Linked DNA regions of Ovis aries: region 2 is linked to region 1. The links are chromatin contacts, called in public Hi-C maps. All regions are on one chromosome and are shown on one strand. Each heading gives the region's core, a stretch centred on a gene start, on an enhancer-like site or on the middle of the called end of the contact. The rest is flanking DNA. Distances are from core to core; before and after follow the strand shown.

Region 1 (3,843 bases), core at 384-2,883:
ATGTGTGTGTGTGTGTATATACATACCTGGAAGCTAGAAAAATGGTGCTGATGAACCTCAGAGAACAGACTTGTAGGCACAGCGGGGAAGGTGAGGGTAGGACGAATTGAGAAAGTGGCATTGACATCATCACGTAAAATAGATCGTTAGTGGGAAGTTGCTAAGTAACACAGGGAGCCCAGTCTGGCACTGTGTGACTACCTAAAGGGACACGATGGGGGTAAGCAGGCAAGGTTCAGGAGCGAAGGGATAGCTATATAATTATGACTGATTCACGTTGTTGTATGACAGAAACTAAAACAAAATTATAAAGCAATTTTCCACCAATTAAAAAAAAAAGTCAAATTCTCAAATAGGGGAAGACATACCCAAAAGTACTAGATGTGCTTGCCTCTGGAGAAAGGGGCTAGGAGGTAGGAAGGATGCTCTTTTGTATTACAAACAACCCTAACCCAACACTATTGACTTTTGAACTATGAATACATATTATTTGTTTACAAAAATTAAATGTTGCTAAAAAGGAAATAAGAAAGAAATAAAGCAGAAATGAAGCCCTAAGAAATGGGGTCAGTTCTATTTTTATGGAGTTTTAGGGAAATCTTTGAGACTCTAGAAATTATAATTTTCTTATTGCATGTTAATTAAGTTTCTCCATCCGGAGGAAAAAGTCAGCTTCTGTATTTGGAAGGATGGGAGCCAGAAAATGTCCTGACTGCGCTGACTATGGAGAGCATGGCCTCCCCACACGATCTGTGGGTCCTGAGCAGGTAAATTTCTCTAAAGGTATCTTTGGATGCCAATGACAGGACTGGCCAGAGAAGGGATGCATATGAGATCTATTCTTAGCCCCTGGACTCCAGACCCCTAGATCACCTCCGTGTCATCTCCTACAGCTGCTTCTGCTGGAGCCACAGCCCTGAGAAGAGCCACAAGAGGCTTCAGGACTTTGCATGGCTCAGCCTGCTCCCTCACCTCATTCAGGCCTCTGAGCGATGTCAGCTGCTTATAAAAGTTGTGCCTGGTCAATTACTACCTGAGAACCTGAAATAGCCTTACTAGTCCCTCACTTGATTTCTCTTCCTTACACTTATTACTACTTTCCGTTATGTGATCAATTTATGTGTTCAATAGAGAGAGGCAGATAGATAGAGAAGGAAAGAGGGAGGGAGACAGAGAGACTGTAATTCCTCCTCATGGCCACAAGATGGCACTATTGCTCAGAGGTTTTCCTTTGAAAAGCAAATCAGGTAAGCAAAATCTAAGGCTGCTTTGGAATTCCCAGCTTCCCTCTGTCCATCTATCTGTTTCAGTCTTCCTCCACTCGTTGCTCCCTCTGCGCACTCCCGCCACAATACTGACTTTCTGGTGGGCTGCAGAGGCCCTTTTGCGACGCTCGGAACAGCAAAGATTCCTGAGACTGATGTTTGTCTACACAAAATGCAGTGGTTGGTTCATTCAGTATGACTAGAAAGGCTCAGTCCACCTGCTTTTATTCTCTCTGGCTCTTGCTGATACTGCCCGGGCCCTGGGCCACTGCTTGGCGGCTTCAGGGACGATCTGTTCTCTCACCCTTCCCCTTCTTACCTTGTTCGCCCCACCTCCCAGCACACCCATCTTGCAAGCTCCTGCCCTGAGATCTGGTTCCAGGGGGTCATCGGAATGACTCTAGAGAAGCTATAAACATGTACAGCATGTGTCCTGGTGGGGGTTCTGAATTTTCCTTTGTATTTTAGCCTGAGGAAAAAGCAATTCAGTGGCTTGGAGTGGTGGGTGGAGCTTGCAGTATTTTTCTAGGTTTTTGTAGCTGGGAAATAAATCTCCAGGGATGGGCAGGGTTGCAGGCTAATTCCAGTACAGCAGGATCAGGGCTATGAAAACATGAACACAAAGGAAACTTCAAAGTTCTTCCTCGAATCTGATTGGGAAGGGGCCTTCGAAAGGTCACGTTAACTTTGCACCAAATGCCCTCTTGCTTTCCGATGGCCCTGCACTCTGCAGACATTTCTGGTCCAACCCGCTCAGTGGGGTCAGGATTCAACAAGACCCTGAAGACAAAGACAGGAGGTAAAGCCCAGAAGTTAGGGTCTGGGCCTAACTGTTCTCTGGCCTTAAATGTTGAGGCCCGATTTCCTCTTTGCAGACTGAGCTCCATCACTGAAGGAAATCACTCCCACTTCAAACCAGTCTCTTCCCCAACCCCGGTCAAACCCTGACACAGCTACTTTGCCGGGAGTGGTGAGAATTACAGCAGCTAGGTCATTTAAGGCAATAATTAGAACAATCATTAATTTCTGAGGCCTAAGTGACTCATTTATCTCTGATATGCACAGGGATCAAAGGAGAGTATTTATGACTGAGGAACAAATCTCCCATTCTTTCCCCTGCTATAGTAAATAATGAAGAGCTTCCAAGCCTGCCTTCTTCGCCCATCTCTCCCGGAGATTTTGTCTTTAATGTCTGTATACAAAACCAACCCGCCTCTCCCTTCTCTCCACTCCTCGCTCTTTAAGAACCACAGCATGCCAAGCCGCTCTTTGCCCAGCTCAGACTCTCGGCTGAGAGGAGGGAGGGGTGCTCATCCCTCCATCCCAGCGGAGGGCACCAAGCCTCTGACCTTCGGCAGGCCCAGGGTGAGTATCAGGTGGGCTCTCCCTGGAAATGTGCCATCTTGATTTTGCCGAGTTATGTACACAAGTGCCAGTCGGTCCGCCTGGGTCGGCTGGCAACCTGGCCCCATCAGCTGTTTGCTGTGTGACCTTGACACACAGGTTAAGTTCCTTGACCTCTTTAAGCCTCAGTTTCCCAATCTCTGAAATAAGGATAATAATAGCATCTAAGACTGGCTTATGAAAATTACCTAAGATAAAAGATGCAAAATGCTTGCTTAATACAGAGCCTGATACAAAATCACATTAGCTACATGTCAGTAGCTCAAAATTCTTATTTCCAAGAACTTGTAGCTGCAGTGCAAACCGTCTTTCATGTTCTGATGTGGGCTCTAAGAGATGCTTGCTTGAAGATGCATGTTCTCCCAGCCTCCCCCAGGACCCTGGACCACCACTGTGACAGAAATCAGATCCTCTGTGTGTGTGTGTGTGTGTGTGTGTGTGTATGCACATGTGTGTATATGTGTGTGTGTGTGCATGTGTGTGTGTAGGATCCCCAGCCTTAAGGAGGCTGTGAGATGGGCCCAGATCAGTTTCTCCACCTCAGCACTACTGACTTTTTTTTTGGACCAGGTAATCCTTTTGTTGTGAGACCTCATCCTGTACATTTCAGAACATAATTTAGCACCATCTTCGGCCTCAACTCACTAGGTGCCAGTAGCAGCCTTCTAGTCACAACAATGGAAAATGTCTCTAGACATCACCACATGTCCTTTGGGGGGCAAAACTGCTCTTGGTTGAGGACCACTGGTCTATGCAGATGGGGAAGTGTGGAGGCCTCTCCACAGGTACCTGGCTGAGCCAAGGTGAGGTGGCAGGAATGAGCATGGTCAGAGAGGAGGTCCTCCTGCCTCAGGCGAGGCTCAGGTGGCTTCTAGGGACTGAGTACAGAAGGTAAACCCCTGTGGTTTTCCGTCGTAAGGACATGGCCTGGTTTCCTTAGGAGGCAGTGCCCTGCTTGCATGCGGACCTCTGGATTCCCCATAGCCAGAACTCAAAACTGTAACCCAGTCTGGCCCCAGGAACCCTAGTCAAGAAACAGTGCCCTAGTGCTACAATGGTCACTGAAAGGACAGTTCTCATCTCAGGACAGAGTGCCAGCCAGGCTGACCAGGTGTGAATTCCCACTCTGCTACTACTCACTGTGTGACCTTGGGCAAACTGCTTAACCTCTCTG
Region 2 (3,843 bases), core at 439-2,938, 190 kb after region 1:
ACAGAGAGAGGAGGGCGCGCGGCCGGCCTGCGGAGGTGAAGCGTGCACACCCGCCCGGCCCTACCTTGTCCGGGAGCAGCTCCTGCTCGGCGGGGCGGGGGCGGGAGATCGCGGCTGCATCCACGTCCCGGCCGCTCCGAGCGGCTCAGCCCGGCGACCACCGCCGCTCTCGCTCCATGCGTGGCGCCCGCTATGGGGCAGCCCGGCGGCGGGGTGGCTCCGCCTCTGCTCGGCTCGGCCCCAGCCTCGGCTCAGCTCCGGCACTTGTTGCCGCCTCTGCCGCCGTCTGGCTCCCGGCTCCGGCCCCGGCTCCCGGCTCCGTCGCCGCCGCAGCGGAGCTCTCCTGGCCCCACCCCCACCCGACGCACCAATCAGGCCCGGCACCGCCCCTCACGTCGCCGCCCCGCCCGGCCCGAGGCCCGGCGCCCGGAGTTTGGGTACGGCTCAGCTCCAGCCTGTCTAGCTGTGCGCGCCCACGATCAGCCGGAGCTCCGAGTTCCTCCTGATTTCCGGGGAGCCTCGGCGCCCTCACCTGGAAAGCAGTCTTAAGCTGGGGGGAAGGAGACTCCGCCTCCGCCCCCGCCAAGAACTAGACCCTCGGTGGGGAAAGGGCAGCTCTCAGTTCAAAAGAACTATTTTCCTACTCCAGTCTAACCCAAATGCCTCGTGTTGTCGCCCCTGTTGTAATACATCCGGTGTTGGGAAACTAAGCGCCTGAGCGAGGACTCTAGTGGCGTCTTCTGGCCGGAGTCAGTTCGTGACAGGTCCTAGACCGAACCCCGGCGGCCCAAACGCCTGGGCTGAACTTGGGGTTCCACTATGGAAGATGGGGGTAGGGAGAAACAAGGCCAAAAGGAGACTTGACAATTGCTCTCTGCCCATCCAGTACCTGCCACTAACTCTTAGGCGCCCGAATGACGCCTACTTGGCACCGGCACCGGATCTTCGGTTTTATGAAAGCCGCCCAGGACGTGGGGAGAGGAGTTTTGGTGTTTCCTCCAGGTCCCATGGGAGACTTGGGAAGCCAGAGACACAAGATGTCCAGACGCTGTGCCTCGAACCCGCGCCGCGGCCCCAGGGGGCAGGCCGGACACCTAGGTGCAGCCTTAATGGCTGAACTGTGACACACATCCCTCCGGCAAGATGGGGACTTGGCGCTAACCGCAAGCACCCGCCGGAATTCCGGGGACCACTGACCCACCCTCCTATCCCAGCGCCCCCGCCGGCTTGTCAGCGCACTGTATTCTTAAGTGAGTCTAAGTTGCTATTGACACAAGTTTGAGGGCCCCAGATAAACCCGGCGCGACCGGATGGAGAGGTTGCGCTGGTTTGAAAGGGCCAGCACAGGCAACTGGTCCCCTTGCACACCGCCGGGAGGTAAGCCTGGCCAGAGGCGCACCTGAAAGCGCCCTCCTCCCCCCAAGTATTTATCTCTCCAGAAAGAAAGCAATCCCCCTTAGATAATCAGACTAAGAACACCACACCCGCAATTATGTGCATTTTCCAGGAGGCCTTCGGAAGCTAAATTACCTGAAAGTGAAGGAACTGCGGGAGTAGTCATTTCAGGCACCTTTGAGCTCGGCCAGCTCAACGGTGGGCCCTTACTCTTAATCCAAACTCAGAGCAAAAGGGCAGCTGGTTGCTGCTGGATGCACTGAGGCTCACCTCATGGGTGCGGTCCTCCACAAACAGGAATTCTGAGTTAGATCTGGGAAAGCTTTGATTTGCAGCCTTCGGTCCTTTTTGCTTTTACGTTGATCACATGATTCTTCTAAGACTGGGACATAAAGTCCAAACAATCAGACTTTTGATAATTCATAGAAAAACATCTGGAAGCATGCAGACGAGCTGTCAATATACCCCAGATGTGGGGTTGAGGTGTCAGAAGGAAGGGAGATGAGTTCTATAACCTTACTGACTCTGAATTTTTTTTTCCAGTTATATTAACTTTCATGGGGTTTCCCTGGTGGTAAAGAATCTGCCTTCAATGTGTAAGACCCAGGTTCAATCCCTGGGTTGGGAAGATCCCCTGGAGAAGGAAATGGCAACCCACTCCAGTTTTCTTACATGGAGAATCTCATGGACAGAGGAGCCTGGTGGACTACAGTCCACGGGGTTGAAATGAGTCACGCATGACTAAGGGACTAACACACATATTAACTTTCATAATTTAGAAAACTAATAAAACATTTTTAAAGAATTCAAGATATTAGAAAAAATTTAAGAGCTCTACAGAATATATAAATTAATAAACAAACGAGCCTGTGTCTTTCTCTCTGTGTCAAAATACTAAATTCCAAGTCCATGTTCCTGGGAAAGAAATATGTTAAGGCTGTCTATTGTCACCCTGTTTATCTAACTTCTGTGCAGAGTACATCATGAGAAATGCTGGGCTAGATAACTCACAAGCTGGAATCAAGATAGCCCGGAGAAATATCAACTACCTCAGAGATGCAGATACCGCTTTAATAGCAGAAACTGAATTGGAACTAAAGCGCCTCTTGATGAAAGTGAAAGAGGAGAGGCGAAAAGCTGGTTTAAAACTTAACATTCAAAAAACTAAGCTCATGGCATCTGGTCCCATCACTTCATGGCAAATAGATGGGGGGAAAGTGGAAACTGTGACAAGTTTTATTTTCTTGGGCTCCAAAATCACTATGGATGATGACTGCAGCCATGAAATTAAAAGACAATTGCTCCTTGGAAGAAAAGCTATGACAAACCTAGAGAGCATATTAAAAAGCAGAGACTTCTCTTTGCAGACAAAGGGCTATAGTCAAAGCTCAAAAGCTATGGTTTTTCCAGCAGTCATGTATGGATGTGAGAGGTGGACCATAAAGAAGGCTGAGCACCGAAGAATTGATGCTTTTTGTGGTGCTGGAGAAGACTCCTGAGAGTCCCTTGGACAGCAAGGAGAGCAAACCAGTCAATCCTAAAGGAGAGCAGCCCTGAGTATTCATTGGAAGGACTGATGCTGAAGCTGAATCTCCAATACTTTGGCCATCTGATGTGAAGAGCTGACTCATTGGAAGAGACCCTGATGCTGGGAAAGATTGAGGGCAGAAGGAGAAGAGGGCAGCAGAGAATGAAATGGTTGGATGGTATCACTGACTCAATGCACATGAGTTTGAGCAAACTCCAGGAGATAGTGAAGGATAGGGAAGCCTGGTGTCCTGCAGTTCATGTAGTCACAAAGAGTCAGACACATCTTAGCGACTGAACAACAACCGTGTTTATTGGTTTAGATAAAAATATCTCTATGCTGCTTTTCTGATCTTTAAAGGCTGTGATGGGATAAGACTGACGTTTGAACATTTTTTTCTGCCATCAGATCATTATATTGTTTCTACACATATGCCTTCCCTTTAAATGCACCCTTAGTAGTCACAAACGTATTTCCAGGGACTGTCAGCCAAGGGGTTTTAGTAAAGGAGCTACTACAATGTCAGCTGGCAACCAACAGGAAATTAAGCAGTATCCTCTGCAGCTGCCAAAAGCTGCCCAGGCCCTGAAATTTAAAAAATAAGCACATTCTCTCCATAGTGCCATTAATTAACGCAGCTGGGAATGTATCTGTAACTATTATACTGTGTCTTGGGGGAAATTACTCAATGCTGAATTCTACTCTTCCGCTAAATTACTCAATGCTAAATGCCCATTTGGCTGCAGTCTCTGCCCTAGGGTTGGGGCTTGGGTCCATCATGAGTAGGTAAATATGTATTATTCATTTATTTAACAAATATGAGCTGACCATCTACCAGGTGCATGACACAGGGCTAGTCACTGTGTGACTAGCAGAACACAGACACAGTCTTCCCTTTTGGAGCTCACAGTCTAGCAGGA

What was found. A called contact is a pair of places that touch in the nucleus more often than the background predicts.
Region 2: a Hi-C map of hypothalamus shows a contact between it and region 1, with 4 times the contacts expected there. The contact joins the promoter of B3GNT2 here to the enhancer-like site in region 1. A contact is called at or near these places in 6 of 16 Hi-C or Micro-C datasets (blood, hypothalamus and tail adipose tissue).

Annotation. Positions count from the first base shown.
Region 1 is chr3:45,832,993-45,836,835 of ARS-UI_Ramb_v3.0, forward strand. It overlaps LOC101117403. Among named protein-coding and RNA genes, the nearest start is that of TMEM17, 100 kb to the left of the region's middle. Within about 2 kb of position 1,634, at least 18 of the 54 cell types and tissues checked have an H3K27ac peak or open chromatin away from gene starts, as enhancers often do. A contact at or near this core is called in hypothalamus, where this site is marked.
Region 2 is chr3:46,023,899-46,027,741 of ARS-UI_Ramb_v3.0, forward strand. It overlaps B3GNT2 (UDP-GlcNAc:betaGal beta-1,3-N-acetylglucosaminyltransferase 2), which reads right to left and starts at 1,689. Exons shown (of 2, transcript XM_060412078.1): 1 at 1,531-1,689.